Regions from separate parts of the Anser cygnoides genome. Here all the other regions are linked to region 2. The links are chromatin contacts, called in public Hi-C maps. All regions are on one chromosome and are shown on one strand. Each heading gives the region's core, a stretch centred on a gene start, on an enhancer-like site or on the middle of the called end of the contact. The rest is flanking DNA. Distances are from core to core; before and after follow the strand shown.

What was found. A called contact is a pair of places that touch in the nucleus more often than the background predicts.
Region 1: a Hi-C map of granulosa cells shows a contact between it and region 2, with 1.9 times the contacts expected there. The contact joins the promoter of TTPAL here to the promoter of YWHAB in region 2. A contact is called at or near these places in 2 of 7 Hi-C or Micro-C datasets (granulosa cells and liver).
Region 3: a contact with region 2 is called in a Hi-C map of liver, with 4 times the contacts expected there. The contact joins the promoter of AHCY here to the promoter of YWHAB in region 2. A contact is called at or near these places in 2 of 7 Hi-C or Micro-C datasets (both in liver).

What each region holds. Positions count from the first base shown.
Region 1 is chr16:10,370,813-10,373,512 of Taihu_goose_T2T_genome, reverse strand. It overlaps TTPAL (alpha tocopherol transfer protein like), which reads right to left and starts at 1,389. Exons shown (of 6, transcript XM_066978377.1): 1 at 1,265-1,389; 2 at 1-335. The coding sequence starts at 321.
Region 2 is chr16:10,561,705-10,564,404 of Taihu_goose_T2T_genome, reverse strand. It overlaps YWHAB (tyrosine 3-monooxygenase/tryptophan 5-monooxygenase activation protein beta), which reads right to left and starts at 1,376. Exons shown (of 6, transcript XM_066978574.1): 1 at 1,221-1,376.
Region 3 is chr16:10,707,751-10,710,450 of Taihu_goose_T2T_genome, reverse strand. AHCY (adenosylhomocysteinase) reads right to left here and starts at 1,334. Exons shown (of 10, transcript XM_013189264.3): 1 at 1,177-1,334. The coding sequence starts at 1,204.

The DNA of each region.
Region 1 (2,700 bases), core at 140-2,639, 190 kb after region 2:
CCAGCTCCTCCGACAGGTGTGGTAGTTCACCAGAAGCTGAAGCGCTCGATCGTAATCGAATTTCCTGGCTCTGAGGAATCTTAGCAAAAAAGCATCGTCCAGGCACGTCCCCAGGGAGGGATAGTCTTTGCACACCATATCTCGGAGTGCCTGCACGTCACGGAGCCTCCATTCAGGTTTCTCTTGGAGCTCTTCGCGGGCTTTGGTAATGAGATCAGGAGACAGCGAGCAAACATACTTGGGCCGATCCGGCAAGAATTCATTGTCGGATGGAGACCCTGCTGATGGACTTGTCCTTGTGCAGTCGCTGTCTCCTGACATGATGTGGCAGGAATCTGTCAAAAAACAAGCTTACAAGTGACAAACAGTCCCATGGACTACTATTCAATATTTACATACTTCTTACGTCCCGCATCCCTCCATTTCCCTGCCAAAGAGTCAATCCTTGCAAGAACCAGCACTACCGCCAGAACAGCCCAGCCATTCTAATTCTCTTCCTGGGATTAGAAAGTGCAGGTCCTCTAATCTCTTTATCCTGCATAGCAGGTACAAAACAACCTAGCCAAATCCAAAAAGAATTAATACAAGAACTACGCAGCTCCACTGCAAAACACAGAATTTAATTTGCCTTAACGTGTATTTCCTACATCCAACTGGAAACTGAAGCAAAGCGAACGTGTCCTGGTTAGGCAGGATTGCTGGATTCTGTACCAAAAAACAGTCAAATTACACTCTTCTGAGAAGCTCTCCCAGGCAGACCCAGCCAGGACATTGTGTGAGCTTCTCTGGCAAAACCCCCCATCGGCTGGGCATCCGCGCACAGGACTGGGCGGCACAGCAGCACCCCAAGAGCACGCAGGTCGGGGCACAGGCTCGGCCTGCAGCGGACAGGCGAGAGAACCGCTCGCGGGTGTCACCCAGCGCCGCGGGGACACCGAGGCAGGCCGCTGCTCATCCTCACTTCGGTTCCCAGACCCAGCAGCGAGCTGCGTGCCAAACAGCACGGCCACGAGCCCGGCCGGCCTCCCGCAGCCTCACCTGGGGCCGGGAGGGGACGACAAGAGGGGACAACAAGCCGTGTTCCCTCCCACCCCCGAGCTGCTCCTGCTCACAGCGCTGCGACACGGGGACCGGCCGCGGGGCTGCCAGCCTCCAGCCTCCCCGGGGAGGACCTGGCCTCCGCTGCCCGTGCTCCTGCGGCCCCTCCATCCCTCCCTCCATGCCTCCATCCCTCTCGGCCCCAAACCCACCGGCCCGGCCGTACCGGAGCGGCCCCGCTCGGCAGCGCCGTCTCCAGGCAGCGGCGCCCCGGAACCAAAGCGGCCGCCAGGAAGCGCCGTGCCCGGCCCGGCCCCGCTCGGAGCCCGGAGAGCCGGGAGCGGGCCCCCCCGTGTGGCCGCGGGGATGGGAGCGGGGCCGGGCCGGCTCCTGTGTGGGGTCAGGGAGCTGCAGGAGGGCTGAGGTGGGAAGGGGCCTCCAGGGATCTTCTGGTCCGGCCCCTGCCGCAGCAGGGTCACCCAGAGCGTGTCACACAGGAGCAGGGTCGCATCCTGTCAGGTTTTGAGTGTCCCCAGAGGAGGAGGCTCCACAACCCCTCTGGGCAGACCTGTTCCAGTGCTCTGTCACCCAAACTGTAAAGTTCTTCCTGACACGGTGATGAAACCTCCTGTGGTTCAATTTATACCCATTACCCCTTGTCCTATCACAGAGAAGAGTTTGGCCCCCTCCTCTTTACATGGTCCCCTCAGGTATTTATAGAGGTTGGTGAGATCCCCTCTCAATCTCCCCTTCCCTAGGCTAAACAGGCCCAGCTCACTTAGGCTGTCCGTGTAAGACAGATGCTCCAATCCCTTAATCATCTTCGTGACTCTGTGCTGGACCCTCTCTAGAAGCTCTCTGTCCGTCCTGTACTGGGGAGCCCAGAACTGCACACCACGTTCCAGCTGTGGCCCCACCAGAGCTGCGTAGCGGGGAGGCCGCCTCTCAACCTGCTGTCTGCTCCCCCCTGCAGCAGCCATTGCTCGCGAGGGGCTGGGGGGGTCCCGCAGCAGTGTCCAGGCAAGTGGAGCCAGCTCCCGGGGCGGGGAACTGGGCCAAAATGGGGATTTTAGTGTGGACGGAGAGAAACAGCACTAACGGAGATCTGGCTTTGTGTTTTGAGAGGGCAGAAAACCTAGGAGTGCAGACTGCGGGGCATGAAATGTGGTGTACTACTACTAATGGCCCCACCCCAGCCTTGCTGCATTAAAAAGGGTCCAGCAGGGAGGGCTAGTGAGGGTGTAGGGAAAGAGGGGCTCACGTTTAACCCCACTGATCCATGGACAGAGGGAGATGGTGTAAGGGGCTCAGCACCCACTGGGCTCTGTGCCCCACCTGGAGGGTCCCTGGGGGGCAGTGGGCGCTGCTCCTGGCTTGGGCTGCAGCCTGTGCTTGCAGCCAGGAGAGGGAGTCGAGGATAGTTGGACAAAGAGTGGGAATCCCAGGAGCCCTCGGTGGGAAGCCAGGCCCTTCGGTCGCATCTGAGATTCCGCCCTGATTTACTCCTCTTCGAGGATTCACCCTTCCAAAATTGAAAAGATTGTAATGACACCGTGCCAGGCAAGAGATACACCAGTGCGTCAGCAAATTTAATATGCTGCAGGTGTTTACCTGCAGGAAGACATTTCAAGGGAAGGGAAACACACTGATTTTACCCAATGC
Region 2 (2,700 bases), core at 127-2,626:
TCTTCTAGATCAGTTTACAACTCCCTATTACTTTAAAACAAAAGCAAACTTCTGACTAAGGTCCTGCAGTAGCACATGTGTGAAAACAAGCGTTCCAACCACTGATGGTGCAAAACCTCCCAAAGGTTCTCAAATTCATTTTTTAATGTAGGGGTTTATTTTTTTACAATGCTGCACAACATGCAGTTTGTTTTTCTACTACCATAAAAGTTGTTTTAACTGTTAACACAGAATTTAAGCAATCAATTTATACTGTAATGGTTGCATTAGACATATTTTTGCTCCCATGTATTAACAGAGTGACTGTATCCCCCTGAAATGTGCTCATCCCAATTAACATCCAGTTATACATACCTTAAATAAAGCCTAGGGTTGTTAGCTCTGGGTTACTGCCCAGCCTTCTAATACGTTGGGAGTGGCTTGAAGCAGCCGTCTTTCCCTTTGCAGTCCTCCCTAAACTCATCCCTATTCCCAAATGGACACGAGGAGTTAAAATTGGAAAATATCGTTATTTAGTTTCCTTCTAAAGCATTCTGTAATCACCTCTGTTCGTACGTGAGCGTGCTCACACGACCTGCCATAGAAACAGCACCACCCCGGGGGGGCTGAATGGGCCTGATGGGTGGGTCGCCCCCGATTTTGGGAAAACCGCGAGAAGGGCCCCGCGGCGGAGCCTGGGCAGGCTTCAGTAAGGCAGGAGCCGTCGGGAGGAGGAAGACGGCTCGGAATCGTTCCTCGGTGGAGGCCGGCTCCCTCCCCTCACCGCAGCACGGCAGAGCCGAGCCGAGCACTCCAACGCCCGGCGGGAGAGGGCGCAGGGCAGGCCGGGGCTGGGGCTCCACACAGGTGTGCGCGGCCGGCCTCGCCCCGCGGGCGGCTCAGGCGGGCGGGGCCGGGCCGTGCCGTGCCGGCCGCTGGGGAGGAGGAGGCGGCGGCGGCCGCCCCGCCCGGGCCCCGCAGCGGCAGGGGCGGCAGGGGCACACCGTTACACGCCCCCCCCCCCACCGCTGCGGGGCACGGCCCGATGGAGGGGGGGGGGGGGGGGGGGGGGGGGCGCACAAAAAGCGGCCCGGAGCCGCCCCGCACCCCCCGGGGCCCTCCCGCCGCGGCCTGCAGCGGCCTCTCCCGCCCGGCCCCGGCCTCCCGCGGGCCCGCAGCGGCGTTGCTCGCCCCGAGGGGCGCTGCGGGGGGCGGAGCGGGGGGCGCCCGGGGAGCCTCACCTGGCGGGGGCGGCGGCACCGCGGCCTGGATCCCGGCGGGCGAAGCGGCGGGAGCGCACGCACGCACGCACACACACACACCCTGCGGCGCTGCGGGCCCGCTTCCGGCCCCGAGGCCACGCCCCTTCCGGCGCCGGGGGGCGGGAGTTGCGGGAAGAGCCGCCTCCCCATTGGGCAGCCGCCGCCGGGCGCCAGCCGGCTCTCGGTTGCTATAGCAACAGGGGGGGATGGTGGGGAGGGGAGGGGCTGTTGGCGCGCGCCCGCGCGCGGGGAGGGGAGCGGGGGGGGGGGCGCGTGCTCGTGCGCGTGCCCGCGGGGTGGCGGCGGCGCGCAGAGGGGGGTGGGGGCGGGGCGCCCGCCCTGAGGGAGCGGGGCGGGAAATGGCGGGCGCTGGGGGCGGTGGGCCGGCGGGATCCGGGTGGCCTCCTCGGTGCTGGCCTCCCCGCGGTTCAGACTGCACGGTTTCAGTCACCAACAAAACCAAAACCCCACCGAAACCCAAGAAAATAAACAAGATCCTTATCTGCTGGCTGAGTGTTGTGCAATTAGGGTGTTTTGTGTAATGAGTGGCATTTACTGAGGGGTGGAGAGGGGGCGTTTTGGGGGGCCTGAGGGAAAGCCTAGCTTGGTTTCCATGAAGAATATGAGGAAAATCACTCACTTCTACAATGCCTGTAATCCCGTGGGACACAAAATGACGTGACCTCCCTGAGTCACAAGTTTGTAGCAGCACCGCCTGTCAAAGCTTTGTTACTGGGGCTGAAAAGCAAAAATCCTTTCAATTACAGGATGCTGGCATCCAATTTTCTCCCTCAGATAAAATCCCATTCCTGTCAAAGCTGCTGTCAGACCTGTCGGCAATGGGAGGACTTCTGCAGTTTCCTGCTTTGCCTCAGTCCAAAGGTCAATGACTTTGGAAAGTCAGGAGGAAAATCACTCGGTGCCCATGCTTTATCTTCAGCCACGAGCACTGATTCAGCTGGAGCAGTTATTACCATCTTTCTCTTGTTTCTCCTCCCAGGACCAAGCTTTCTTTTCCCCTGCTCTTCTCAACAGGCCTCATCTCCTTGGTTTGCACCCTGGGCTGCTCCCAGCACTCTTGCTGAGCTATGGAGGTGCTGGGAGAGCTGGGAGAAGAGCTCCAAAACTTTGTGAAATGACAGCCGTTATCTCGGGGACACATTTGGTCCATGAACATGCTCAACGTGTCCCCAAAACAAGCATATCTCAGAGGAACATGACCATCGTACCCGGCCCTGGCAGCTCATCATGTGGATATGCTCCAGGATCCTGCTATAGAACAAGAGACAGCCGACAGGGAGCCACTGCAGTAGAGGAGAGGATCATGGCGTGAACTGAGAGCTTTCGTTCAGAAATACAATCTTGATAAATTACTCAGTTTTTGTAATTATTTTTTTCTGTCATTTTATTTTGGAAGCAGTAGATCTCAGCTGATGTAGCTACCGGAAGCAAACAGGCG
Region 3 (2,700 bases), core at 85-2,584, 150 kb before region 2:
ACAGGTCTGTACAAAAGGTTTCCAACAGTCTAGCTCGGGGTTGAAAATACTGCACCTGCATACAGGTATACAGTATACACAGTATACAGACTCCAGCCTCACCTACAAGATCAAGGGCCAAATGGCTAACACCCAGGTGCTCTACCCCTCAGCATCATTCAGTGCCAAAAGGCCCTGACACTTTTTTTTTTTTTTAAATCTCTTCCAGAGATTTCAGGAGCTTACTGTTTCATTACAAACATGGTCAGCTATATTTCATTCAGCTACCTAGTGAAAATGGGCCCTGGAGAGCACTCAGGAACACCAAGCCAGAGTGCCCAGGTTCATACTGACAAGCTAATTGCATTTTATCCCAGAATGAAGCCCAGGGCCCACTGAAGCTCCAGGGCCTGGCCATTACAGCAACCAGGTCTGAAAAAGCCTAGGAAATGGATGGGCATTGAAATGATGATGACAGGGGTGGGCAGGGACTTTCTTTAATCTCACCCATCTTAAAAGCTCAGCAGTCTTACCAGGGGCTGCTAAAAGAATCTCCTGGAGTATTTCAGGTTTGTAGCTCTCACATTCTTTCCTCCAAGGCAAATTGTTTTTATGAACTAGAACCTTATGGGCTAGTGTTTCTGGTCTTAATCTTCAAAGACCACAAAACTCTTTAGAAAAATGAGTGGGTTTTTTTTTTGTTTGCGTTGGTTATCGTTGTTGCCATTTACATGAAGGTTCAAGATTACAAACCTACCCACTAAAATCGTTGAGGGGTGAGTAAGATAGGCCCCAGATTTAAGGGCACTTTCCCTTCGCAGTGCCCGGCGCAGGGCTCCCGGAGGGGAGGCAAAGCTGGCGCAGGGCTGCGGGGGCCCCGGGGCAGGCGGGCAGCACGAGCACAGGCGGAAACCGCACTCGTGCTTCCCCGCACCGAGCCCCGGCGGTTCGGGAAGCCCGCTCAGCCCGCCCGAGGGCTCCCCAGCTCCTCCTCGCTGCCGTTTGGCCGCGCAGCCCCTTCCCGCAGCTCCCAGGGGCTTCCCAGGCTCCGATTCCGCCGGGCGCTCCCCGCCCGCGCCCCCCGGCAGCTGCCATCTTCCCCCGGCGGCCGCATCCAGCCGCAGCCCCCGGCCGGCGGAGCCCCGGCGCGGCCGCCTCCCGGAGCGTGGCGGCGCCGAGCCCGCGGGGCGCACTCACCCACTTTGTAGGGCAGCTTGTCCGACATGCTGCCGGGCACCGCGGCCGCCGGAAGAGGAGGCGGCGCCGGCCGCGGGCCCGCTTTAAGCAGAGGCGGCGCCGCCGTGTGTGTGCGCGGGGCGGGGCCGCACCGGCTCGCGTGAGCCGGGGAAGCGGCCCCGGGGGGGCTCTGCGGGCCCCCGGGGCAGTGGCGACCCCCCAGATCCGATGCCCGCCGGTAGTTGGAGCGGCCCGGCCCGGCCACCAGCCATCGCCAGGACCGGCCTTGGAGCGCCGCCGGCCCGGAGCAGGCCCCAGGCCCCAAAGCAGAGCTGGCCGCGGAGCCGCTGTGGGCGCAGAGCGGGCTGTGCTCCCCGGCCGGCTGGCCTGGGGCGTTCCCCACACAGTCACCTCCCTGGCCCTGCTGGCTGCACTATTCCTGATACAAGCCAGGATGTTGCTGGCCCTCCTGGCCACCTGGGCACACTGCTGGCTCATGTTGAGGCGAGCATCAATCAGCACCCCCAGATCCTTTTCCTCTGAACGGCTTTCGAGCCACTCTGCCCCAAGCCTGTAGTGCTGCATGGGGTTGTTGTGCCCCAAGTGCAAGACCTGACACTGAGCCATGTTGAACCTCATCCCATTGGCCTCTGCCCACCCTGTCCGGGTCCCTCTGCAGGGCCTTCCTACCTTCTGGCAGATCAACACTTCCCCCAACTTGGTGTCATCTGCAGTCGTAGTGAGGGTGCACTCAATTCCCTCATCCAAGTCATCAATAAAGATATTAAAGAGGATGGGCTCCAACACCAACCCCTGGGGAACACCACTGGTGACCAGCTGGATGTCACTCTGTTCACCACCACACTCGGGGCCTGGCCATCAAGCGAGTTTTTAACCCAGCACAGAGTGTACCTGTCCAAGCCATGGGCTGCCAGCTTCTCCAGGAGAATACTATGGAAGAGTGTGTCAAAGGCCTTGCTGAAGTCTAGGCAGACTACGTCAACAGCCTTTCCCTCATCCACCAGGCGGGTCACCTGGTCATGGAAAGAGATGAGGTTGGTCAGGCAGGATTTGCCTTTCATGAACCCATGCTGACTGGGCCTGATTCCCTGGTGGTTCTACATACATTGCATGACTGCACTGAAGATGACCTGTTCCATCACCCTTTCTGGTACCGAGGTCAGGCTGACAGGCCTGTAGTTCCCTGGGTCCTCCTTATGACCCTTCTTATAGACAGGCGTCACGTTAGCAAGCCTCCACCATGACCACTAATAGATGATGGAGAGCGGCCCAGCAATCACGTCCTTCAGCAAACTCCCTCAGCACCCTTGGGTGGATCCTATCTGGCCTCATGGACTTGTGACAGTCCAGGTGGAGCAGCAGGTCTCAACTGTTTCCACCTGAACTGTGCGGAGGTTCTTCTGCTCCCCGTCCCAGACTTGCAGGTCGGGAGGCTGAGTACCCCGAGGATAAGTGGTCTGGCTGGTAAAGACAGATGCAAAGAAGGCATTAAGAACCTCAGCCTTTTGCTTATCCTTAGTGGTG